4 separate regions of the Sus scrofa genome follow, and regions 1, 3 and 4 are each linked to region 2. A link is a contact called in public HiChIP or PLAC-seq data. All regions are on one chromosome and are shown on one strand. The core of a region is the stretch at or near the end of the contact, and the rest is flanking DNA. Distances in the headings are between cores, read along the strand shown.

What was found. HiChIP or PLAC-seq counts read pairs in DNA pulled down with a chosen protein or histone mark.
Region 1: a contact with region 2 is called in an H3K27ac HiChIP or PLAC-seq map of skeletal muscle. The contact joins two enhancer-like sites. A contact is called at or near these places in 3 of 5 promoter capture datasets (fetal liver, liver and skeletal muscle), 9 of 47 Hi-C or Micro-C datasets (embryonic fibroblasts, epiblast stem cells, fetal skeletal muscle and 4 more) and 1 of 2 datasets of contacts at active chromatin or transcription factors (skeletal muscle).
Region 3: a contact with region 2 is called in an H3K27ac HiChIP or PLAC-seq map of skeletal muscle. The contact joins two enhancer-like sites. A contact is called at or near these places in 1 of 5 promoter capture datasets (liver), 3 of 47 Hi-C or Micro-C datasets (embryonic fibroblasts, psoas muscle and skeletal muscle) and 1 of 2 datasets of contacts at active chromatin or transcription factors (skeletal muscle).
Region 4: a contact with region 2 is called in an H3K27ac HiChIP or PLAC-seq map of skeletal muscle. The contact joins two enhancer-like sites. A contact is called at or near these places in 2 of 2 datasets of contacts at active chromatin or transcription factors (alveolar macrophages and skeletal muscle).

What each region holds. Positions count from the first base shown.
Region 1 is chr13:125,415,133-125,421,702 of Sscrofa11.1, forward strand. It overlaps LOC106508008 (a long non-coding RNA gene), which reads left to right. Exons shown (of 5, transcript XR_002337803.1): 3 at 2,897-2,976. Among named protein-coding and RNA genes, the nearest start is that of BCL6, 29 kb to the left of the region's middle. Within about 2 kb of position 4,554, at least 2 of the 83 cell types and tissues checked have an H3K27ac peak or open chromatin away from gene starts, as enhancers often do. A contact at or near this core is called in skeletal muscle, where this site is marked.
Region 2 is chr13:125,888,382-125,894,903 of Sscrofa11.1, forward strand. All of the region lies in intron 2 of LPP (lipoma-preferred partner), which reads left to right. Among named protein-coding and RNA genes, the nearest start is that of LPP, 110 kb to the left of the region's middle. Within about 2 kb of position 3,035, at least 39 of the 83 cell types and tissues checked have an H3K27ac peak or open chromatin away from gene starts, as enhancers often do. A contact at or near this core is called in skeletal muscle, where this site is marked.
Region 3 is chr13:125,554,141-125,560,515 of Sscrofa11.1, forward strand. It overlaps LOC106508361 (a long non-coding RNA gene), which reads left to right. Exons shown (of 2, transcript XR_001304512.2): 1 at 1-313; 2 at 592-795. It overlaps LOC110256388 (a long non-coding RNA gene), which reads right to left. Exons shown (of 2, transcript XR_002337801.1): 2 at 2,058-3,578. Among named protein-coding and RNA genes, the nearest start is that of BCL6, 170 kb to the left of the region's middle. Within about 2 kb of position 1,716, at least 3 of the 83 cell types and tissues checked have an H3K27ac peak or open chromatin away from gene starts, as enhancers often do. A contact at or near this core is called in skeletal muscle, where this site is marked.
Region 4 is chr13:125,509,000-125,514,965 of Sscrofa11.1, forward strand. No RefSeq gene overlaps it. Among named protein-coding and RNA genes, the nearest start is that of BCL6, 120 kb to the left of the region's middle. Within about 2 kb of position 3,897, at least 5 of the 83 cell types and tissues checked have an H3K27ac peak or open chromatin away from gene starts, as enhancers often do. A contact at or near this core is called in skeletal muscle, where this site is marked.

The DNA.
Region 1 (6,570 bases), core at 3,304-5,803, 470 kb before region 2:
AGCATGGAATAAACCTATATTAATGTTTTCACATCTTATCAATATGTTTTGAATTAAAAAAAGTTTTGAATTGAGCACCTACTATGTGTTAAGTATCAGGATAAGTATCTTTGCACATACAAAGAACAATCACAGACCTGTCCCTAAAGGAGCTTGTAGTCTAGTTGAGGAGACAAGCATTATACAAGTAAATCCACAGATGACTATGTATTATAAGTTAGGATAACTAAGATACAGGAAATAAGTAAGGTGCTGTGAGATGGGGAAAGAACATCATTTACCTAGAGTACAGGCCTCTCTATTAAAGTAAACTTTAAGCTGAGATCAGAAAAAGGATGGGTTAGCCAGGCCAAGAGTGAGAGGGAAAGTGTGCTGGGCAGAGAAAACAGAGTTTAACAACCCTAAAGAGAGTAGAACCATGGCATATTCAGAGATCTGAAAGAGGCCAGCATGGCACAGAGTGGTAGGAGGAGGGCTTAGAGGGAGAATCAGAAGCTAGACCATGTAGGTCTTTGTAGACCATGGTCATAAATGTAAAGAATATTCTAAGTGTATTAAGTTCTTTAAGGTTTTTCGGCAAGGTGATGCATAATCGGGTTTTTATATTTCAAGAAAAGCACCCCCAGCTATTGTGTGGAAGATGAATTAGAAGCTTGAAGAGATTTTTTTTTTTTTTTTGGCCACACCCACGGCATGCAGACGCTCCTGGGTCAGGGATTGAAATCAAGCCACAGCCATAACCCAAACCACAGCAGCGACAATGCCAGACCCTTAACCCACAGAGCCACCAGGGAGCTCCATTCCATGAAGAGATTGTTGAAGAAGCTGTGGAAGGAGTCCTGCTGAGAGATGAAGGTGACTGGGACTGAGGAGGTAGCAGTGTCAGTGGGGAGGTGTTTGGAAAGGTTTAAGACACGCTTGGAAGGCAAACTGACAAGATCAAAAGAAAGACTGGATGAGCAGGAGTGGGTGGTGAAGGAGAGACGGGTATCAAGAATGAATCCCAAGTTTCCGGTTTAGGCAATTAGGGAGATGTGTTTCTATTTACTTAGTTAGAAACATTGCAGAGGAGGAGCTTGCCAGCAATCAAGAGCTCACTTTTGATCGTGGTGTGTTTGAGATGTCTCTGAGGAAGGTGTCAAAGTAGGCAGTTGGATATTCAGGACCTGATCTCAGAAGAGATGTCTGGTTTGGCGATATCAATTTGGGATTTATCAAAATAGAGGTAGTATTTGAAGCAAGAGGAAAAGATTGGTTTTCATATCAGACCAGGTGTTGAAAAATAAAATAAAAACCCTAAAGGTAGAATGAACCTAAGAAATCCTCCACGCCAAACTCGTTTCTCAATTGATAGCAAAATCGACAGCCAAAGTAAAGCCATTGGTGGAAGTGGAGTTGAAAGGAAACTAGATATCCCTTTAGGGCCAGCACTTTTTTTTTTTTTTTGATTTTACAATGTTTTGTCAACATTTGACATCAAAATGGTTGAGACTGAGAAATCTGCGTGAGATATGATTCTGTAAGTGTGACTCATGGTGTCATGTCTCTCTTTATATATATATATATATATATACACACACACACACATATATATACACACTATACACTTTTTTTTTTCTTTTTAAGCCTGCACTTGTGGCATATAAAGGTTCCCAGGCTAGGGGTCCAATCAGAGCTGTAGCCACCGGCCTCTGCCACAGCCACAGCAACGCAGGATCTGAGCTATGTCTGTGACCTACACCACAGCTCAAGGCAACATCGGATCTTTAACCCACTGAGCAAAGCCAGGGATCGAACCTGCAACCTCCTGGTTCCTAGTCAGGTTCATTTCTCCCATACCATGACTGGAACTCCTCGTTTTATATTTTATGTATGCAGTCAGTAAACCCCCACATCCTTATAACTGACTTGCTCCCTCTTCCATTCAGCAACTAGAAACCTTCTCTGCTGGTTTCCTACATATTGCAAAGAAGCTGCAGTCAGCTCAGTGAACACAACTGGGCAGTTTGCTATCGAGGGGGCCCACACACCTTAGAGAGGGAACTGAACTGCTGAAGGCAACTTCTCTGCAGCAATGTCCTACATAGCTTAGCGGCTGGGGCCCTTGTAATTATTTAGTAACTGGACAGTGTTTCCTCTCCAGTGTGAATGCCTAAAGGTCAAGAGCTACTTTTACTTTCCTTGGTATGTATCTTAATCTCTCCCTGGCACCTATGAGAAGTAACTTACTCATCTAATAGATGTTTTGAATAAGAGAGACCCAATAAACTTTTCATTGGACTTAATGCACTTTTAGTTATCTTTCCATCCTTCCAAGTAAATACAATTACAGAGCACATACTCTGGGTCAGGTATGGTGCTAAATGTTGCAGTTGTGTTTGGTCTTTAAAATACTGGTATTATATAAATGTTGCTATTAGCTACTGTCCAGTGTATTTAGGCTAACTCATCTGTATATATTTGCATATCTTCCATCCAATTCAAAAGATATGTAATGTGCACCAACCACATGTACAGAGGGAAAAGGAGAAGCCTCAGGGTCACTCAGGGCTGTAAGGACAGCGCAGGAGAGCAAGATACGGGACACCAGCAATGAAAAGGGCAATCACTGAGCTACAACAAATAGAGCATTTAAATATGGAAACAATTGCTTCAAACTAAGACATCTAAAAACGTTTCTGGGGGAGGTAGAGTTTGAAGTCATGATAAAAAATTTTGTAATATAGTGACTGTGCCCTTGAAATAAACATCAAAATAATAAAGTAAGCTCTGAAATAATGAGCTGACACATATAGGGGCTTAGTACATACTGTTCTAGGTACTTTGCATGTGTGCACTTATTTAATCCTCACCACTATCTTATGGAATTCATGGTGCTGTTATCCTCATTTTATAGATGGAACACTGAAGCACAGAACGTAACTGACCTAAGGTCAAAGAGCTAACAAACAGAAGTGGGAATTTGAACCCAGCCAGGTAAGGCTTTGCTCTCAGCCATTATGTTCTCCTGCCTTATAAATGAAAGTTAGGCCTTCAATAGCCAGGTTAGGAAGAGAGGGTGTGGGGAAGGAGGGCGTTTCAGGCAGAGAGAAGAGCTGAAACAAGGGCACAGAAGTTAGGTATACATCTCATAATGTTTTATTTTGCCTAGAGAGCTTTCTAGTTTGCAAAGAACTTTCTCAACAGTTCTCTAACATGCTTCTCCTTGTGACCCTGAGAAATATGCTGTGATTATTATTCCAATTAGAAAGATGAGGAGACTGGGACCCGGGATGGAAAGGCACCAGCTGGGCTAGTGAGCTGCAGCATGAAGTTCAAGATGCAGTCGTTTAACTTCAGAGTGGTGCCTTTTCCCATGCTGTGGTGTTAATAAATACATTCATTGCTCCCTGTTCTGAGCAAGACCCTGAGCAAGCCCTTCCGCATATGCCCTAATGCCATCCTTGCAATGGCCCTGAGAGGTAAGTGTTGTTGCATTTCAAAAGCAGAAACGTTTTAATTCTGCCCCTACTTTTCTTTTTTCTTCTTTCTTTTTTACATAATGATTTTTTTTATTATAGCTGGTTTACAGTGCTTTGTCAGTTTTCTACTGTACAGCATGAGTGACCCAGTTACACATACATGTATAGATTCTTTTTTCTCACATTATCATGCTCCATCATAAATGACTAGATACAGTTCCCAGTGCTACACAGCAGGGTCTCACTGCTTGTCCATTCCAAAGGCAATAGTCTGCATCTATTAATCCTAAACTCCTAATCCATCCCACTCCCTCCCCCTCCCCCTTGGCAACCAGGAGTCTATTCTCCAAGTCCATGATTTTCTTTTCTGTGGAAAGGTTCATTTGTGCCATATATTAGATTCCAGATAAAAGTGATGTCATATGGTATTTGTCTTTCTCTTTCTGATTTGCTTCACTTAGTATGAGAGTCTCTAGTTCCATCCATGAAATCTTTCCAAATCTTTTCTTTTTTTCCCAAATATTTTATTGTGAAAATGTAAAAATATAAAGAATATTTAAACAAAATTCATATCTACCATTAGATTCTACTACTAATATTAGTTTTCTTTTTGAGGATACTGATGATTCCCTATGAGGCATGCTGGTTTAGGGGTTCATGCTTTACCCACTCTTTTGGCCCTTGGGAACCCCTGAGCCTGGAGTGTTACCTGCACATGAGCATATGCAGCTTTTCTAAAAATGGAAAATCCAAATTCATCTCTTTGCAAAAATCTTCCAGTTCCTCCTGCATTTGGCCAACCTCTCCTGTGTGGTGAAAGTCACCATTTAAATATGAAACCCAGCTCAGTTTCCAAAAATTTAATTGCATTATTAAGAATTAGTTGAAACTGGGCTTTGTCAATCTCTGAGGGGCAAGGCTGGGACTGAAGCTGACCAAACCATCAAGGCTGGCCAGAAATTCATTGCAATTGCTGAAATACTTAATGTAATCTGGGGCTGTGTTGGTTGGCGACACCACCTCCAGTACAGTGAGTACCCGCTGGGTAGGGCATAGTTCTAGGCTCTCTGGGGGAAATACAAATTAGTGGCTAGAGAGAAAGACTGGCTTTACCACGGATCCAGTGACAAGTATGTCAAAGGCCAAAGAAAGATGATCAGGCAAGAGCTGGTAAAAATTCATAGCCAGCCCCACAGCCGCAGGCAGCAAGAGCTGGATTCCCAACATCAGCTTTCTTTGCACTTGTTCAGTCCAGGAGTCAGGTAGGAAAGATCCTGTGTTCAGCCCTGTTGCCTTCCAGATTTGATTAAGGCTCTTAGGAGAGTCATGACCTCAGCCTGGAATGGCAACACAGGAAAAAGACAACAAAAAAGAAAGAGAAGATGACTAAAGCATTTAGTGCAAGAGGAGGGGCGATGGATGGAGTGAAAACTGGGAAGTTTCCACTTGATTTTCAAGGCCACGGGTATAATGAAAGGCCTCATTTTCTTGTGCTATTGTTAAGCCTTTCAAAAGAGTCTCCTCTGCAAGCCTGCCCCCAAACCATAGGTCTAGGATGATTTCTCTCCATGCCTTTTGGCTTGGTTTGCTGATTTATAAAGGGGGAAAGCAACTGCTACCTTACAGGTATTCTTTTGAGGATTAAATGTGGTAAAGCTCAGTAAATGGCTCATTAACATAAATGTATAGAAAATAGACTGTTTGATATCCTATCCAGCTAGCCCAGCCATCTGGTAAAAAGTAGGACCAGACAGTTAGACTCATGTAACAGAAATTTGGAAATCATCTGATCCAACACCTGAATGTGGTAGATGAGAAGGGAGAAAGCAGCAAGTGCTTCCGACCAAGGGTGCAGAGAAAGACAGAGGCTGAGGAGGGCTTTGTGGGTGTGGGGAGGAATGAGAGACAGAGCTTTGCTGAACCCCTTGTGATATAATCTAAACTCATAATGAAGAGAGACATAGGCAGAGTCTGCATTTCAGAAGTCGAGGCTCAGAGTTTCCAAATGGAAGTAGTCTCCCTCAGATCCAAGAGCTAAAAAGCAGATGAGGGAGATTTAAACCCTGGCTGAGTTCAGAGCCCATGCTCTTGACCTTACACCATCTCACCAGGTTTTCTGCTTCCTTGCAAAGACCCATTTTTCAAGGTTTCCGTAGCACCTTCAGAAAAGAGGGGTGGCTTGGGAAGGGGGTTGTTTTTATGTTTTTTAAAGTCTGTGAATCCCTGTGGAACCCTTCTTTACACAGCTCAGTTTTACAATCTAAGATGTCTAAGTCCACAGGCTGCCCCAGGCCTCTTTCATCCCTAACATTCTCGGTGTTTCACACCAAAAAGAAAATGGTCCTCCTTTGCCTCCAAATCCAAGTAGTCCTTACCTACAAAAATGGCTTCTTTAAAATCATCTGCCTATGTTATTTATGGTTATCTGAGGCCCGTGCAAAGAGACTCACCTTCCATTTCCTTCCCCCAGGACCTAGTAGGTGCTAAATACACTTTCTAGTACATTTTTCTTTTCTTTCTTTCTTTTTTTTTTTTTAAGAGATGCACCTGAGGCATGCAGGCTAGGGGTCGAATGGGAGCTGCGGCCACCAGCGTATGCCACAGCCACAGTAATGCGGGTTCCAAGCCGCATCTATGACCTACACTGCAGCTTATGGCAATGATGGATCCTTAACCCACTGCGCAAGGCCAGGGATTGAACCCACATCCTCATGGATACTAGTCCGGTTCGTCAACCACTGAACTATGATGGGAACTCCTCCTTTTTTCTTTTCTTTTTGGCATTTCTCTGACCCATGGCCCCAGTATCTATCCATCTGCATATTCATTATCTATCCAAATAGATTTACATGCATAATTACCAAAATCACACCCCTTATTATACATGGTATTCATGTACATGAAGATACCTGCTTATATTCAGTGGACAGTGATTAAGCCTATTATGTGGCAGGTAACAGGCAAGTTGCTGCAGAAAGTGTCACCAGCTAAAATCTAGACTAGATTGCTAATCATCCAAAAAGTCATGCCATTTCTTACACGACTGATTTTAAAAAAAATGTCTGATGCTCTGAAAGACCAGAGGGCATTGCTGTGAGCTACATTATTC
Region 2 (6,522 bases), core at 1,785-4,284:
TATTAAGCACATGCACAATCCTGCCTGTCAGAATGTTCTGGCTGGACCAAGAGGCCATTCACTGCTGACTGCCGCCATGCTGTCCCTCTATCATGGCAGGCTGCACGGAATCCTGGGCACAGAAACTAGATGGGAACAGTCTTTTTCAATGTAAAATCAAATTTCAGGGTCTGAGTGTACACGGAAAAAAATTGCTGCCTATTTTGTTAAACTGTACCTAACAATGAAACAGTGATAATAAGAGTGTGTTACTGGCTGGGGGTAGGGCAGTGGGTGATGTTGGGGTTGATTCATCTTAGTCTCTAATTCACTCATGAGTTCCAATGAGTCTCATACATGGATACAAATTATTAATTCTCTCTAGATGTGACCTTATCATTCTAGCTCCCCAAACCTTCAGATGTTTCCTTTTGCATATAGAACCAATCATGGACTTCTGCTTGGCATTTAAGGCCCTCTATGATATATCCTTGACATTGATATAATAAAAAGATGTAAAAATGTAGCAGTTAAGAGCCAGACTTGGCAGCCAGACTGCTCCACTACTAATAGCACTGTTACCTGGGCAGGTTACTGACCCTCTCTGTTTCAGTTTCTTCATGTGTAAATTGGGAACAGGATTGTTCTGGGGATTAAGTGCGTTAGAATTTGTAAAGGTTTACCAGTGACTTGGTCGTAATCCATCACATAGAAAGTGCTTTACTTGTTTATTAAATTGGTACGTTTCCAGCTCTTCCACCAATAGCACATCCCTTTTGCATTAGACTTTGAGTCATTCCTGAGACGGTCACCTCATTTTGCTGCCTCTGTGCAGCTATGATTCTCACTTTTAACAAGTTGGCTCTCTCATTTCATTTCTGACTGTCCAACTCCTCATCATCCTTTTAAGGACAATTTCAAGTGCATTTTTATCCATTTCCTTCTTTACTCATTCACATTCTTCATTCCTTTAACAAATTTTTACAGAGCATCTTTTGTGCCAGGGACACAGTTTCTGAACTCGGGAAGGTCTGTTACTTCTGCCACCCTCACCCTTCCATTGACATATTGCCATCAACCTTGCTTTACAGTTTCTAATGGATTGGTTTGCTCTCCCCTGCTAGAATATTGGCTCTTTGAAAGTAGGGTGCTTAATACTAGGTGCTTATTGAGCTATATTTAAATTGAGTAAATGAACAAATAAAGACTTATCCTTTGTGGGTATAATACCTTCTAATAAACGCAAGAAAATAGAAACAATATTGTGTGTGTGGTAGAGGGAGGAAGAGAGAGAGCAAGAGGGAGAGTGGGATAGAAATGTTGAATGAAGAGAAGGATAATCCTGGTTCTTAGGGCAGTGAACTACTTCCAAGTTGAAGAAAAGCAAAAAGACAGGAATGAGATGGAAGCTGCCGAAGTCGAGAGAAACTGGGTGAGAGAGTAGATTATTTTCTGAACTGTAAAGCATTTTCTCCAAGAAATGGTTTTCCTTAAGTGGTATAAAATGTGGAGTGAATTGGGTCTCACTTTTCCTTTTCCTCTTTAGGAGGTTGGAGCTGATTTTTAAAATGAGGTGGGGGAGGGAGGTGGAGCTTGGAGAAGGAAAGTGAAAACTGTTTTCTGAAGCCTTCTTTTTGCCAAGCAGCTCTTTAGAGAGAAAGTTAGAAGGAGATCCTGCCAAAACTGACCAGAGGCATTCAGACCAACTTGTTGTTTCTCTCATCGTTGTCCTGGTTCTCTCCCAGCCCTATTCTCTACTCCAGATACCTTCTTTCCTTCTTCCTTTTGTTTTTAAACATGTAAGTATTAAAGTGAGAAGCTGGGGGATAGGGGGGCTGCAGCATTAAAATGAAACACAAAGTAAGCAATACATTTCAATCTTCAGTTATAAAAATGATGTTTTAGATTTATTTACCCAATCTGTTTCCTGCTGGGAACTTCTTCTCCTGCCACTGCTCCTCATTTGTTTCCCAAATTTCTACCCACTTTCCGACTCAAAGCAGGAGAGGAGACTCTGACCACACAATGGGATTTGAGAAGGGAGCAGGGCAGCTTTCAAGTGCTGACTCTAGAGGCAAATTCCTGGCCTTTTTCCTTCTGAAGATTTTTCAGCTTTTTTTTTTTTTTTTTTTTTTCTTTTAAGTCTCTTGAAAGTTTACTACTAAAGACCCTTCGCTGTGGAAGGCACAGTTTCCATGATGGACCTGCATTGACTGTGTCCTTGGTGTTTGCAGGCCTCAAGCTACTTTGTAGGGATGCTGAGATAGAAAAATTGGACCTCTGACGGCAAGGGCTTGGGGTGTGTGTGTGTGTGTGTGTGTACATGTGCACTGTGGGTGCTGTGGGGAGACTGGTTTCTGGGGATGGAGGGTGGGCCAGGCAGTAGGTAGATTGTTATGTTCATACCTGAAGATCACCTGGAGACCTGCTGTAAACTTATCAGTGACACAGGGAGGGCAGAAGGTTCTGTTTGTTGCCACTGGGGAAGGCTTCACTGAGGGTGTGGTGTTGAAAGGTCTTGAAAGATAGCTAGAACTTCAATAAACAAGGAAGAGAGACGTGCTTTCAAGACAAAGGGAATGGGGAAGACAGAAAGCGGGGAGTGGCAGGCTGCGTGTGGAAGGTATGTGAAGGTGAAGCATTGATGTCAAATCATAGAGGTGATAGATGCCCCCCATCATGTGTTTGGGGCTTTTCCCCCCTGTTAGCAGTAGGGAGAGTTATGTGTTTTAGAAAGAGCTGTGATAGGATTTCTGTGGTGTGTGTGTGTTTGTATTTCGTTTTACTTTTACTTTTTAACTTTCTGAGCCTTTTTAGGAACTGTGAGGCAACCTTAGCTCTGGGAAGTGTTCACTACCTGTCTCTCTGTCTTGCCTTTCCTTTTCTGGCCTGGCTTGGTGCCTTGTCAGGCTTCTGATAATGAAGTGTGTCAGGGCTGGCTCCTGGGAGCCATGCGAGCAGACCCTGGGCTCCTTCTCCAAGGTTCCGGGTCCTTTATCCTCCTCCTTTCCTCTTCCTCCTCCTCTTTCTCTATCACCACCCCCAGCAGCAGCAGCAGCTCTCCCCTCCCTAAAATAAATAAACCAGTCGCTCCAAGAGGTTCCAAGCACATTAGTCACATATCCCAGAAGTTTAATACAGAATTATTTTGACAGCGAGAACAAGAAGTGTTTTCTAGTTGAACGCACAGAACTTGCTTCTTCCAACTGGGCTTTCTGCCGCAGAGACAGATGATATGTTTTTTAGATGGAATCGGCTGCGCAGGAGACTGCGTCGCTTCCCTTGGAAACATGACAAACTGCTCACTACCAAAAGTGGTCCGGGAAATTATGGGGGTGGGGGAAGAGAAGAGAGAGAGAGATCACATCCTTGTTGAGAATATAACTTTCTCCCTAATAACTTCAGTCAGCCACTTAGAGCTTCTATGTGTTTATTTATTTATTTGGCTGCCCCTGGAGCTGTGAAGTCCTTTTTAAATCCTGGGCTTATGGGTGTTCTAAAAGATGAGGACAGCTCGAGTTATTGCAATGCGGGTGGCTCTCCAAGCATTCCAGTTGAATAGCTCTTCCAGAAATATTTCTTGACTCACTAATTTAGCACTTTCTGTTGCTGTTACTAAGCAGATTGAAGAGTCTTCCCTGTGATTTCACCAGACTACTCTAGGGTTGACGTGTATCCGATTATTCCTATCTGGCCCATGGAGAGATGGAGGAATGCAAAGCTGAAGTCCACTGGCGCCCAAGAGGGCCTTTTCCCTGTCTTGCCAGAGCGCTGTCTGAAGAGTCAGGGAAAAGAAGAAAAGTGTGTGTTTCTTTCCCAGCTTTGCTCTTCTCCTTTAGCGCCCCACCTCCAAGTTCTTCCTGGGTGGTTAACCTGGGCAGGAAGACCCAGAGCTGAGCATGGAGGAGAGACATTAAGGAAGTTCCAGACCTGGGATACCCATTCGTTCTGGCTCCCATTATCCTTCCCCTCTTGATTCTCAAATCTTTCTAGAGTTACAGCCTTATTGGGGGTTGGGGGTAGCGAGCTGACCTCTCTAATTGCAATGCATGCTCTCTGGAGCTCTTTTAACTTTCTCTGATTGTATCTCATTAGCCCCTCATTCCAAGGCCTTCGTCCAAGAAATGTCTTTGTGGTCCAGACATTGACTGGCTGTATGACCTTGGTCAGTAGACTCATTGGGCCTTGGTCTTTTCAGAAACTTTTTGTTTATGGAATTCTTTCTTAAACCCCTTGTGAATTGTCATCTGAAACCCCAGTACAGGTTTCCCTGCTATCTGAAAGTGAGAGTGTTCCTATGACACATTTTGTGAGCTGAAAAGGAGTCAAGTGCAGAAGCAACTGCAAACTCTGAATGCTATTTTTGCTTTTTGCCATTTTTTTTTTTTTTTGTAAGAACGAATATCCTCTTTGGCTTTCTTTTGGTCAATGAAACAGATACTAATGTAAGCCTTTTCATAAAAGCAAAGTGGTGTAAAGAAAATTTTTGAAAGGTAAATGATACCTTTAAAATAATCAAAGTATAATTATATGGTGGCACTGTTATGTCATTAAATGGTTAAATAGGCTTCCATCTAGGGCTGAGTTATGGTCCTAAATTCTGTGCCTCTGTGGAACCCACTTTGAAAGCCACTGTATTGGAGGTGCTTCAAGCTTCTGTAAGCTTTCTGCCTCTCTGGACATCTCTTAAGGTTGAGAAAGTGGCACCTGTACCGATGAGGAAGATGGGCCCAGAGGGAGACTTGGCCCTTCTGGTTTCCCTACACTGGCTGTGAAATTCCATGTGATGAAGGCCTTTTAGCCTGCTCACTTTCAGTGATTGTTCTCAGGGGTTTGTCAGCTCCTAGGCCTCCATCCACACCTGGGCCTGGTCACGTGCCTGGTCAGCACCTCCTTATTATTCATTATATAGTATTGAGTGGTCATCTCAGTAATTTCTTCCCAGAGCCTCTGTCTCAGGAACATTTATGAGAGGAGTAACATTGTATTCAAACCCCTCTTTTTCTTTTTAAAGAGCTGAGTTTACTTTTTATAAGAAAAGTATTCCTCCACTGATACTTATACAGTACCTGCATTTGTATGACACTCAATTATTCCCCAAAGAAGTTTCTGACCTTTATGATATACTTTACATTTTCTCATTGCAAAACAATTTCTAAAGAGCTTTTTCTTTCTTTCTTTCTTTCTTTCTTTTTTTTTTTTTTTTTGTCTTTTGTCTTTTTTCAGGGCTGTACCCGCAGCATGTGGAGGTTTTCGAGGCTAGGGGTCAAATCGGAGCTACAGCTGCCGGCCTATATACCACAGCCACAGCAATCCCAGAACCTTAACCCACTGAGTGAGGCCAGGGATCGAACCCACAACCTCATGGTTCCTAGTCGGATTCGTTTCCAATGTGCCACAATGAAAACTCCCAAAAGAGCTTTTTCCAGCTAAGATTCCACCATAACTCTGAGGCAAAGGAGACTCAATGAGATAATCCATATATAATCAGAGTTAGGCTTGTAGTTTATAGTTAGGTTGAGAAGAATTGTAGGGATGTGAACTTTAGACTCCCTAAAGTTCATTGCACCAAACCATTCCTTCTCCTTGTAGCAGGAATTATGAGTGAATTTGCTACTAACAGCTACTGTCTATGAAGTGCTTATTTATGTGTCAAACACTGCTAGGCAGGCACTTTGTAAAAAGCTCATTTAATCTCTTCACCTGTGGTATAAGTAGAAATGATCATGTCCAGTTTGCAGATGAGTCACTGGGATATTGAGAGGACAAGGAACTTGCTCAGGGTGCTGCCTCGCAGAATCAGTGGATCTTGCACTCTAACAAGGAACACTTGCCTCCAGAGGCCTTTCAAATAGAGGCTGTGATCTCTGCCCATCCTTGGTCCTCACTAAGGAGACAAGATATGTTCTCTTGAAAATGGCAAAGCTAGTTTGTGGTGACCATGTGCTACAGTGAGTGCAGCTCATTGTTATGGGTTAACGGTGGCCTTTTCCCCTCTCTTCTCTTGGAGGCCATGACATCTTGTTTATTTGTTTGTTTTGCTTTTTAGGGCCTCACCCGCAGCATATGGAGGTTCCCAGGCTAGGGGTCCAATTGGAGCTATAGCTGCTGGCCTACACCACAGCCACGCAACGTAGGATCTGAGCCGTGTCTGCAACCTACATCACAGCTCATGGCAACACCAGATCTTTAACCCACTGAGTGAGGCCAGGGATTGAATCCACAACCTCATGGTTCCTAGTCTGATTCGTTTCCACTGTGCCACAATGGGAACTCTGGAGGCCATAACATTTTCACCTTGTCCCTTCTACTTTCATTTTAGATTTTATGTGCTCCTCATTGAAATTACGGATCCTGTGCCATTGGGCAAGTTATTTCTATTCCTAGGGCCTTGGTTTCTCCCTCACTCAAATTAGCTCTTCTTTCCTACTCCCATCTTTTTGTCTTTCTAAGTTTACATGTCTGGGGAATGTGCTTATTGAATTCCCTTTGTATAAGTTCTTTCAAAAATATTGTTGGGAATTATAGATGCTTGGTAAATTC
Region 3 (6,375 bases), core at 466-2,965, 340 kb before region 2:
GTTTTAATCTTTTGTTCTATTATTAGAAGCCAGGACTGCGATTCAGAAAACCTAGATTCTAACCCCTCCGTGACCTTCAGCAAGTCACTTTCTCTCTTTGGCCCTCAGTCTTTCCATCTGTAAAACAGAAGAGGTGTGGGGTGAACAAATGAGCTGCAACAACCCTAATCCTGGGGTACCAAGAAATCTTGGTCGGCCTCTCACAATCACTTGTCCATTTTCAGTGTGACCAGAGAGAAGAAAAAAAAAAAAAGAAAAACCCACAGCTGGATCCAGGAGCACAAACCTCTCTCCACTATTTGCCACAGAGATGGTAAGTGAGAAATATTATCTCAACTGAAAGGACAACATGTCCATAATCATTCAATACAACTGGCACAGTGACAATTATTTTTTTAATGTAGAAATTCTGCTTGGTTCAAGTAAAGAAATGTTTGAGAGAAAGTTCAAGTTTTGAAACTGCTAATGCCTTCCTGCGATGGTGTGTGGGACTCGGTGGGGGTGGGGAACAGTAAGCCAGACAGTTCATCTTAGGGGTAACCTCTTTGGTTTATGTAAAATAAATGACTCATATCAAATTCATTTTTGTAGGCTGCCATGCCTGAAGGAGGACCAAGCCATGCTCAAAAGAGATTGAGTCCTTCTTACAATTAATCAGCTACACCCCTGTGTTGTATGTCTTGATGTCTAATTTCCAGAGGAAAGATTGTTGTCAAACCAAATAAATGACGATGCTTTTGGAAAAGAAAAAAAAAAAAAAAAAAGCAATCAAAAGGAAAACCCACCTCTCCTCAATGTAAAGATGTCGATATGAACTCACCTATTGTTTGTATTTCACACCCACAGTCTTGATGCCTATTATCTCTGAAATTATATCAGTTTCCAAAAATCACTTGAAACACTCCTACACCTGGAGCTTTTGATAAACAGTCCAGCTCCTACAGAGAGAAGCACTTTTTGTGTGTGCATGCATGTGTGCGTGTGTGTGTGTGTGTGTGTGTGTGTGTGTGTGTGTGTTAGAGGTTGAAAGACAGAGAAAGACAAGTTGGGGGAGATGGAGAAAGTGACAGTACAGTTGTGAGTTGCACCCTAGACACCTGCGAAGACCAGAGGGGCTTTACTGTAACCTAGAAGAAAGTCAATGGGTACGGGGCTTCCCTCCATGGATCTCGCTCTTGAGACTGTAAGAAACTTTGAGGGTAATTTTACTCTGATGCTAAGAATAAAAATAATGATTAATGTTTTTGAGCACTTACAATGTTCCAGGAACTTTTCTAAGAGCTTTAATACATATGAAATCACATATTACTCACAAGTCTATGAGGCTGATACTATTATTATCACATTCTATAGATGAAAGGAAAAAAAAAAAAGAATCACAAAGAGGCAAGCTCCCCCATCTCTGGCTTATTGACACTGAATTAAAATCTTGCTGATCCCCATCAAGACTGAGGATGCCACTCTCTCTGGGAAGCACCGTCAGGGAAACAGAATGTTACCCTCCTCTGAAGCCCCAAGATTTCTCCTGGTGTTGAAGCCACTGCCTTAAACTACAGTGATCCCGGGAGTTTCGTCGTGGCTCAGCAGGTTACCAACCCCACTAGTATCCATGAGGATGAAGGTGTGATCTCTGGCCTCGCTCAATGGGTTAAAGGAACCGGCATTGCCGTGAGCTGTGATGTAGGTCACAGACAAGTCTCGGATCCCGAGTTGCTGTGGTTGTGCTGTAGGCTGGCAGCTGTAGCTCCAATTCGACCCCTAGTCTGGGAACTTCATATGCCACAGGTACGGCCCTGAAAAGCAAAACAAACAAAAACCTAATGATCTGGGCACCTGCCAAATCATCTCTGGAAGAGTTTAAGTTTTTTAGGATCAGGGTAGTATTAATATTATGGCTGTTTTCCCACAGCCATAGCAAACTGCCTGGCACTACACAGGCACTTAAGAAATACTAGCTGAATAAGTAGATGGAGAGACTCAAGTTTCAGACCCAAGTTCTCACAGTCATGTTAGAAAAATCAATACACAGCCAGCTCTCCAGAGTCAAAGCTATCTGTGACTTTTAAAATAAAACACCTCATTTATTTTTAGCCCTGTAGGGTTTTCCTCTGAATTCATTTTCACTTCTTAGATGCTTACAGTGGGTGCCCTGTCCATTTGGCCTGGGAAGTAGGTTTCAAAAGAAATACTGTAATGCAAGAGAGAAAACTTAAATCATGTCAAGTTCTGAAGTTTGTTGTGCCCCCATTGCTAATCCTGAAGTTAATTTCACCCAGGTTAAACTGACATCGTTCTTAGCTTTCAAGGAGCTCCTCATCATTTTAGAAATAGAGCAGAACTCCATTGAGAACAGAGCCTCATCCCCAAAGCATATCAGGATGATAGAGAAAACCTGAGATGTAGCAAGATGCCTCTGATAAAAGCATAATCTTATAAGAACCTCCTTAAAATAGACAATCCACCAAAACTCACCCAATTTAACCCTCTCATTTGGGGATAATGTGGCTCAGAGAGAAGAAATGAGTTGCCAAAGGTGACAAATCAGTTTTAAAAAAGAAGTGAGGATAGACTTGGGGCAGGGAACTCCTAGGTGAGAGTCTTGCCTTTTATATTTTGCTAGCCTTCATGACTGGGTTACAAGTCAGTGATACCTAAAATAAAGCCAATTACATTTGAGGCAAAAGTTTGACGTGGGTTTGAGAAAGTCCTTAGCTCAAGCAAGAGTTAAGGGCCGGGATGACGGGGTGGAGGGTGAGGGATCTCTATTTTTGACCACATGCTAAACATTTGTACCTACTAAGCATAGCAGGATAAATTAGTTGGTTGGCGTCAAAGGACCGTGAGTCACTGTTCTAACCAGCAATAAATCCAGTTGCTGGCACAGAAGGGATCAAATGCAAAATGACAGCTGAGATGGGAGCATACTGGCCTCCCTCCATCCATGGTTCTTCTGTCCCTGTCCATGCTGGTGGAAAATGTTACATTGCCTCACAGTGACGTTGAGGCTTTTAGAGTAGTTACGATCTCATAATATTGCTGGTGGCTAAAAAGCCAGCAGAAGTGAGTATGTCTGTGCAGATGACAATGACAAGTGGGTGAAGTCCCAGCCTTGATCCTGACTCAGTACCTGATTTTGGATGTGCCATATTCCTCTGTAGGCTGCGTTTCCCCCCATCTGAATATTGAAGGTGTGGGCCAGAGAATGTGAGGGTTCTGTCCACTTCCTGGATTCAGTGAGTCTAGGAATGCATTGACTCCTCCTTTCCTTAGAGTGGTTCTGTGAGTCCTCAGGCGAGCAGCCGCTCAGAAACATGTCAGTTCAGCTAATAGCTTGACGTCAAGAATTACTTTTACTCCAACCCTTGTGGCCATTTGGGAGCTGGAGGCATGCACTCATCTTAAAGTCAGAAGAATAGGCTCTGTTGCAGTCTCAGCTCCACACACAGGTGATGTGAACAACCTCAGTTCCTTTTCTGAAGGTCCGATTCTTCCTCTGAAAAGTCCGAGTAATAACACCTATTTCACTGAGATGTCTTGTGGGTCGGATGAGATTTTTAAGATGTCAAAGGGCTCGTAACCTGAAAAGCATAAGGGGTTGTGTGGGGGAGGATGAGGATGAACATGTAGATGAGGGGTTATGAACACTTTTTGATTTTCCGTAGAGATACAAATGAGCTGTAGGTTCAGGGTCAACAAGTAAGGGCAGGGACCGAGACGTGCTAGCTGACTGCCGGCGCTGGGCTCACCCTGAGAACCGCAGCAGCAGCTCCCGCCTAGCCCTCTCCTTCCTTCTCACCACCACCTCGTCTCCCCAGTCCAACAGAAAGTGACACCCCTCTTACGTCTTGAGCCTCCCTCGCCCCCACCCTCCTCCCTGCAGACCCAGCGGGAGTGTCAAATCTAAACCACTGTACAGATATTTCGCCCTCACTTCTTTAGTCTTCTAGACCATCTAAAAGAAAACAGCAGAGGCGCTCCCTTCGCCTACGCATTTCCCTTTGTTTTGAGGGCTGTGGCAGCCTGGCCCAGCGGCAGCTAGGGTTCCTGGCCAAAAAAGCAACTCCATCTCCAAGATCTCTCTCTACACCTGAGGTCTGGGTGTCAAGCAGGTCCGCTGGCATTCTTCCGGTGCTAAGTTAGATGTGCTGCTTTTGATGGGCACTGAGGAGATTGCCCTTAGTTGGAAGTCGGACCTTTTCATGCCGATCCACAAGCTGACAGAGCTGCAAAGGACATTAGGAACTTCCTGGTTCAACTCAACCCCACCCCCCGCTCCCCGTTGTTTACAGATGCACAAACTGAGCCATTGAAGAGAGAGTTGTCCAGCAGCATCATTTAGAAACAGAGCCAGAAGGATCTTTAAGGTCATCTAAGCCAAGTTTCTCCTTGGACAGATGAGGAAATTGAGGCCCGGTGATGCTAACACACCTGTTCTTGAGCTAAAGAATTAGTATGTAAACCGGTAAACTCTGGTTCAAAGTTCAGATCTCATTTCATGAGAACCACTGTAAGATACATAGCATGGCAACAGTGTACGTGAAATCTAGCTTCTGAGGATATGTAGATAAAACGGTAGGTTATTCCACTCATGTAAATTGGGGAAAATAAATTTATACCCATACTTTGGAATTCCTGTTTTACTCTCCCAGAGATTCATTATGTGTTCCAGGGTGTGATGAAAAGCATAATTAAATTTGTGTCAGTGGTTTAGGATATATGGGTGTAGGCAAAATATAGCTACTAAGAGTTACTTTGATTCCAACCCTGAAGCCTAAAGGGGCCATGCCAATGTCAATTTGGTGTCATCAGGAAGCAGCTTATCTTTGATGGTCCAAAGCTAAGTCCTACTGGGTGAAAGTTAAGCCCAGAAACAGAGGACTCTATATGAGTCTTGGACCCAAAGTCTATTACTTATTCACATCTTTGTCTGACCTTGGGGCCAGACCAGTTGTGTGCTGGTAAATGTTTAACAACTGGCTCTAAGTGGGAGGCGTACGGGGAGAGGAAGCTCTCATTTGTCATATTTTCCAATATTCTCAGTATAAATGGTCCTCCATGGCCACTTTCAAGCTACCAGTGCAACATTGCTGAATGTGGAGTTTGGAAAAGGTTCTAATATATGGATACAGCAATATTAATAACTTCAAGGACATATATGATAATAAAACTTCATAAAATAAATAGGAAGTGATGAGTTTTGAGTATTTCCTACCATTGTTTTTAATTTATTTTTATGTTTACAAGACAATTTTTTTATTAAAGTATAGTTGACTTACAATATTTCTTCAATTTCTATTGTACAGCAAAGTGACTCAATCACACAATTTTTAATAAGAGCTGTGCTTTTAACCAGTTCTCCAAATTCCTGATAATTTAACAATCATCTCTTGTGAGCTAGAACAAGTCAGCTCCCAGCAAACCACTGGGCCAGGCAGATCTGAGTTTGAATCTGGCCTTCGTTCTGTCAGCTTCGTGACAGTATAAAACTCCCTTGAGCTTTAGTTTTTTCAGCTGTGGAAGGTGATACAATAACAATAGCTTCATGGGTTTACCGGTGATGTTCAAATGAGATAATGCTTAGTACAGTAGCTATACATAATCGCTCCACAAATCACCATTAGTGCAATCCAAGCCAAGTTTATACACTAAGTCAACACTTTGCAGAGATATATTTTACAATGCCTGTTGTATATGCTCTTCAGTATTAGATGCTTTGGGGGTTCAGAGTGCCTCAGACATTACACTTGCCCTGCTCTCAAAGAGTTTACAGCCTAACAAAATGGGATAAAATAGACATTAGCAAGTATAATGCAGAGGAAGCTAGGATCACCTCCTTAAAAAAAAAAAGAGAGAGAGAGAGAAAGAAAAGAAAGAAAAGAGCTTGGGGAGGAACAGAAGGAAAGATTCTTAGAGGTGACTGCTTTTGAGCAATAGATTTCAGAATAGACTCAAACATGCAGAGATGCCCAGGAAGGGAGTGCCAAGAAGAGAGATGAAAGAAAGCAAATACAAGAAAAATAAAGGAACACAGAGGCACAGACATATAAGCCTTGGTGGAACAAAGCATATAAAGGGGGGCACTTGGGAGATTGTCAGATAGGCAAGCAACTTCCTAATCACGTTAGCCTTAAACGGTGAGGAGTTTGGTTTATGTTCGCTTAGGTAATGATCAGCCTCGAGGAAAATATTCCTCTGATACTAATCTGATTTTTTTAATTACCAATCATATTATTTTAAATATTTGTTCATTGAATAAATTTTTATGGTCACCATTCTTCTGTCCTTTAACAGGAATCGTTAAGAGTTAACCAGATAGTGAAATCCATTTTTAAACTAAGTGAATTTCCCCTGTGGAGAAAAATCGTGTGTTCAGGA
Region 4 (5,966 bases), core at 2,647-5,146, 380 kb before region 2:
CCTGGAGTGACCACTCCAACATCTGCCTCCAAGAAAAGTGGACTGAGCCAGGACTCTTGGGAAACCCAGCTCTGGCAACACATGACATTGAAGTGTTGAAACATGCCACTTTGATGTGGCATGAGCTCATGATATTGCTTTATTTTCTTAATTTAGAAGAAAAGCACAGCTGCTAGAATTTTTAATATAATAATTAGGATGGTGGTACACCAAAGGTTTTCAGGAATTTTTCCACAAGAGCGCTGCACCCAATTGTGTAACTTTTTTTTAATATTCATGCAAATCCACTTTTTATATTATGCAAAGATCTTCTCTTAAATTGTTTTCTAACCTTTCAACTTCTAAACTATTGAATCCTTGAATGACCAATGTCCTGTGCCTAGCTGAAATGATTTCTAGAGCAAGAGAGGGCTTAATTAAATAAACAAATACTTAGACTGATTCGCTCTATTTGTTGAGTGGAGATCCTAAGATATTTACCTGCTACCTTTCTACCTGCTTGGGATATGAGCATTATTTGATCCCATGTTTTGAACTCACTGCAATGAGACCACTAGATAAATGCAAAATATTATTCTCATCAGCTTGTCCATAAGATATTCTATAGGTAAATTTCCTGTCTCTGAATGCTTTTCAAGCTTGGATTTCTACTGCCAGGGAAGCTATAGAAGAGACTCTTTCATTGGGAGGAAGAGTGAAGAGAAAGCCCCTTAAAGATAGTTTCAAACCATAAGATTTTTTTTTTCTTTCTTTCCTTTTTTTTTTTTTTTTTTTTGGTCTTTTTAGGGCTGCACCCATGGCTAAAGAGGTTCCCAGGCTAGGGATCCAATAGGAGCTGCCGGCCTACACCACAGCCAGAGCATCACAGGATTCAAGTCTCATCTGTGACCTACACCACAGCTCATGGCAACGTCAGATCCTTAACCCACTGAGCGAGGCCAGGGATAGAACCCACATCCTCATGGATACTAGTTGGGTTGGTTAACCACTGAGCCATGACGGGAACTCCAGGCTTTATTTTCTTATCAGCTGTTGAGACAACATGTGTTAGGGGAAAAAAGAGAGCCAGAGAAGGCTTGCTCTTTGAGAGATAATTCAAAAGGAAATAAATCTGATCATACAGATGGTCAAAATTCCAGAGTTTAATTATGCTATTTTCCCTGTAACTCTGGAAATTTCTCTCTCCCGTGATAGAGAGCCTGCTCAAGTCAGACAAATCAAGGACCATAATAATTTTTCTTTTTCTTATTTTCTTTACTAATCTCAATGCCCAAGTCACTGATTATTTATTATGCGGAATGAATCTGGTAACTGTTTTTATTTTTTATTTTTATTTATTTATTTACTTTTCTTTTTGCCTTTTCTAGGGCTACACCCGTGGCATATGGAGGTTCCCAGGCTTGGGTTGAATTGGAGCTGTAGCCGCTGGCCTACGCCACAGCTGCAGCCACAGCAACACGGGATCCGAGGTTTGTCTGTGACCTACACAATAGTCATGGCAAAGCCGGATCCTTAACCCCCTGAGCAAGGCCAAGGATCGAACCCGCAACGTCATGGTTCCTAGTCGGATTTGTTAACCACTGAGCCACAATGGGAACTCCAGGTAACTGGTTTTATTAATCATATTTGTCCACCTGCAGAATTTTCCAGGTCAGTGTTTGCCCAGTGGGTTCTGATAATACCCAGAAATGGATGCTTTCAGCCTTTGGGATCATGAGCAGGACTTGGAACAGCCAGGGTTCTGAGCCAGCTGCCTCCAGTAACAAGCAGTCTGCTTACTCCCGTATAAGAGAGAAATACTATCAGTTTCTTTCTGGGCTGTGTCTTAGAAGGGGCTGGGAAGCACCGAGTTTCACTGTAAAATTTAGGCCTTTCAAAATACATAATTTAATTTTAATTTTGTGGAGACAATCAAAACTGGTCACTTTCTGTTTTCTTCATATTTGTTTTTTAAATTAAACTTAGGTAGAAACCTATCCCTTTCATGGACCTGCTGGCTGTGGATTGGTCATCCCTGCCTGATTCCACTTGTCCATGGGAAGAAGAGTAGCTATAACTTAGAAGAGTTAGTTAAAATCTCAGGAAACTGGCAAAACATTTTCACCAACACATTCCCTTCACTGCCCTGAAAAAGGTCCTTCCTCAGGTCCTAGTCATTCAACACAGGAGCCGTTTCCTCCAGGAAGCCTTCTCTGGCACCTCACATTCCATCACTGAAGTTAGAAATAATCTCCCCATTCTTTGAATCCCTATAACTCTTGTTCTGTTCTTTTCTTACAACATCGAACAATTTTTGAATCCTGGTCAGTCATATGAAAATATGATAATAGCTGCACTAGAATGTAAACTTTGGGAAGATAATGTCCATGTCTTATTTTCAATATTCTTTAAAATATTCCTCAACAAGACTTGAGTTACACATGAAAGGCACTTAACCAGCTAAAGGAAAGACAAATTAGTTTGACACTTCTGTTTGATTAATATGTAAATTTAAGTTACTCCCTTAAGTTATTTGGGAAGCATTATTGAAGGGTTTTCAATAAATTCTAGAAATGTGTGGCTGCTTGTAATTTTATATATAATATATATAAATAATAGATATAATTTTAATAACATGATCTAGACAAAACCAAAAATCCAAGGAAAACATTAAACTTTGCTGTTAAACAGAGAAATACAAATGAAAACAAATTGGAAATACTGTTTTTAATATATTAAAGTAGAAATAAATTTAATCAAACAATCAATGTTTGAAAGACCTGCTGCTAAATTGGCTAGTGGCATTTTAAATTAACACTTGCGTTCCCATAATGGCTTAGTAGTTAATGACGCTGACTAGGAACCATGAGGTTTCGGGTTCCATCCCTGGCCTTGCTCAGGAGGTTAAGGATCCAGCGTCGCCCGTGAGCTGTGGTGTAGGAAACAGATACGGCTCGGATCCCGAGTTGCTGTGGCTGTGGCGTAGGATGGCGGCTACAGCTCCAATTAGACCCCTAGCCTGGGAACCTCCATATGCCATGGGTGCAGCCCTAGAAAAGACAAAAAGACAAAAAAATTAAATTAATTAATTAATTAACACTTTTAAAAAAGTATAGAAGAGCTATAAAGATGCCCAGGCATATTTTCTTAGTCATCCCATTCATAGGAATTTTGGAATTCATGCAAAGGTAACAGCAATAACCACAAGAACAGAAAGCAAAATATGCAAAATGCACAAAGACATCTATGACAACATTCACTATAATACCAAAAAAGCAAATACACAAACAACAAACAAAAAAATCGGGGACAACCCACATGTACCAAAGTAGGAACATGGCTTTACTAATTATAAAACAGTATCAAAAATTATACTACATAGCTATTAAAAAGCAAACTTCAAAAAAATGTCTATTATATAATTTTTAAAAATCAGGACATGAAATGCACATTATGCATGCATGATGATGACAACAAGAAATAGATAAGAATGTGCAAAAATACAAGTCTTTGAATGTGTTGTAGAATTCTGGCTTGTTTTCTGTTTTAAAGTCATTACATCATCCTTTCAATGACAGACTACATTTTAAGTAATTGAAAACAAAGTCTCATTAGCTTTGTCCTTGTATAAGTTCCCAGAGAGAACACATTATTCTTATTCATTTCTACCTCTGCTACTTGTCTTTGATTTGGACTTGCTCCATCCTCTTTTCCCACTTCTCACTCCCCTAATAAGTCTGGAAAAAGACCCTCACCATACAAGGAAGCTAAAAGCACCAAGTTCAGCAGAAGCTGTGTATCCAGATCAGCAAACGTCAGAGGACAGGATCTGATACCTCGCCCCCACCATTGCAAAGGCAGACCCAGATTCTTCAATGACCACAAGTGGCCTTGGTTTGACAAGCCTTGCCAACAAGGCACAATGTTCCCGTCCTCAGAAATAGTCCCCGGCAGAGCTTCCAGGGGCCCATAAAAGTCTGCACTCTTGGAAGAATGTGACAACTCTGGCATCAAACACAGATTCGTCATTTTCTATAATAAGAGAATGTTCAGTTGCATCAGGCTTTTTTAGCAAAGCCAACACTTAGTAAAATTTTGAGGTTGTGCAAGTGAATTTTTGCCCAGCCCTAGACTCCTTTCCCTGCTCTGGATGATCAATAAAATCCGTTTACAAAGCCCTTTCACATCCAGTTTCTCACTTGACTCTTATGTCAACCCAGTGAAGTTGATGTTATTATTAACTTCATGTTTCAGAAGAGGACACTTCAGGGAAGTGAAATGACTTGCCTAAAGTCACATAGCAGGTCAACAATGGAATGAGAACACAAACCCAGCCGTGACTTCTGCTCATGGCCTCTATTTCCAGTCCAGGGGATACACTGAATCAGTGCACCCACTCACACTAGTGTTCCCTGTACTGCCATCCCAGGGATGTATACTTAAGCATTAAAGGAAGGCAGAAGGGGAGGATAGTGTGTAACCTCTAAAAAGGAAAGTCAAGTAGGCTTCCTAAGAAGATGTTGAACTAGCCTGACCCACTAGCTCCTTCCCTTGAAATCACTTCTGAGGAACTACAGAAGAAAAACATGAAGTTGCAGAGAAAGCTGTAGGAACTCCCCAGAGAGACAGAAGCGATTTTTATTTGGCATGTGCATGTGTCTGGAATGGCCTTATCCTAGGGATATCCAGGCTTCTGTGACAGAACAAACAAGAAAGGAGTCCTCGTTTCTTAGAATCTTCATCTCCCCTCCAGCCCCACCCTTATTGCCTTGGGACAGACAGGGCTGGCTTCTTGAGCAAGTGTGCTTCAGGTGTAAAAGCAAGGCAGGGAAGAGGCCCTCTCCCTGAATGGGGGTGAGAAAAACACATGAAGACTGACTGGTCTCAGGTGGCTGCCTCCCTACCCTCTCATTCTAAATTCCCAGGGCTAGTAGATTACATTCTCCTCTTCTAGATGCTAATTCTAAATTAAAGAAATATATCTAAGGAGCTATTTGGGTAGGGAGTGATTTGCTCTGGTTTTCTGATGCCTTGAATCCTCCACTTCAAGGTTCATCCTCCATCCTCAACCTCTACTTTGAACACACTGATGCTGACACAAATGGAGATCTGGCTTTAAGCCCCTCTGCCATCAGTACTGCTGGACAAAGTAGCCCAGAAGCCCAGAAGAATGGAAGCCCATGGGTGAAAAGAGAAGTACCAATATTTCCAAAGTGAAACAACAAACTGAGTTATAGATTCCATAGGAACCAGAGATATTAGAACTGACAGATCAAGAATTTACATATGTTTTTAACAATTCATTTAATTTCTTACATTTAAAAATAAGGATTGATACTAGTGATATATAAAGAAAACAACCCTAAAAAGAATCAAGTAGAAATGTTGAGTATGAACATATAATAGTTGAGATAATGTGCTAAATAGATGGTAATTAGGAAAGTGAATTTACCTGAGGAATTAATTAGTAAACTGGGAGATAAGCTTGAGGAATTCTCCTTAACAAAAAATTATTTTAAAAATAGAAAATATTTAAGAAACAAAAGGCAAACATAGTCCTAGAAAGAGAAAAGGAAAAAAGAAAAAAATAGATCCAAATGTAGAGGAGGAAATATTTGAAGAAATAATGGAGATAATTTCCCCGGAATTAATGAATGATAAAAAGAGAACAAAAGAGGAGAGAGACAGGAAATCACACTTCTGGACATAAATCATGTTGTAATTTCAGAATATCAAACAAAAATAAGGTAAAATTGTTTTTAAAAAATAGTCCAGAGAAAAAGAAAGAAGATCCCTTACAAAGGAATGAGAATAATATAAATATCAGATTTTACAACCATATGGAAGGATGCAAGTGTAGAATTTCATTTCCAGCTAAACTTTCATTGAAATGTGAAGGCACGATAAAAAATACTCTGACATATAGTTTCAGAGTGCTTGCCACCCAAACACCTATATAAAACGTTTTAAATGACTACTTACACAGA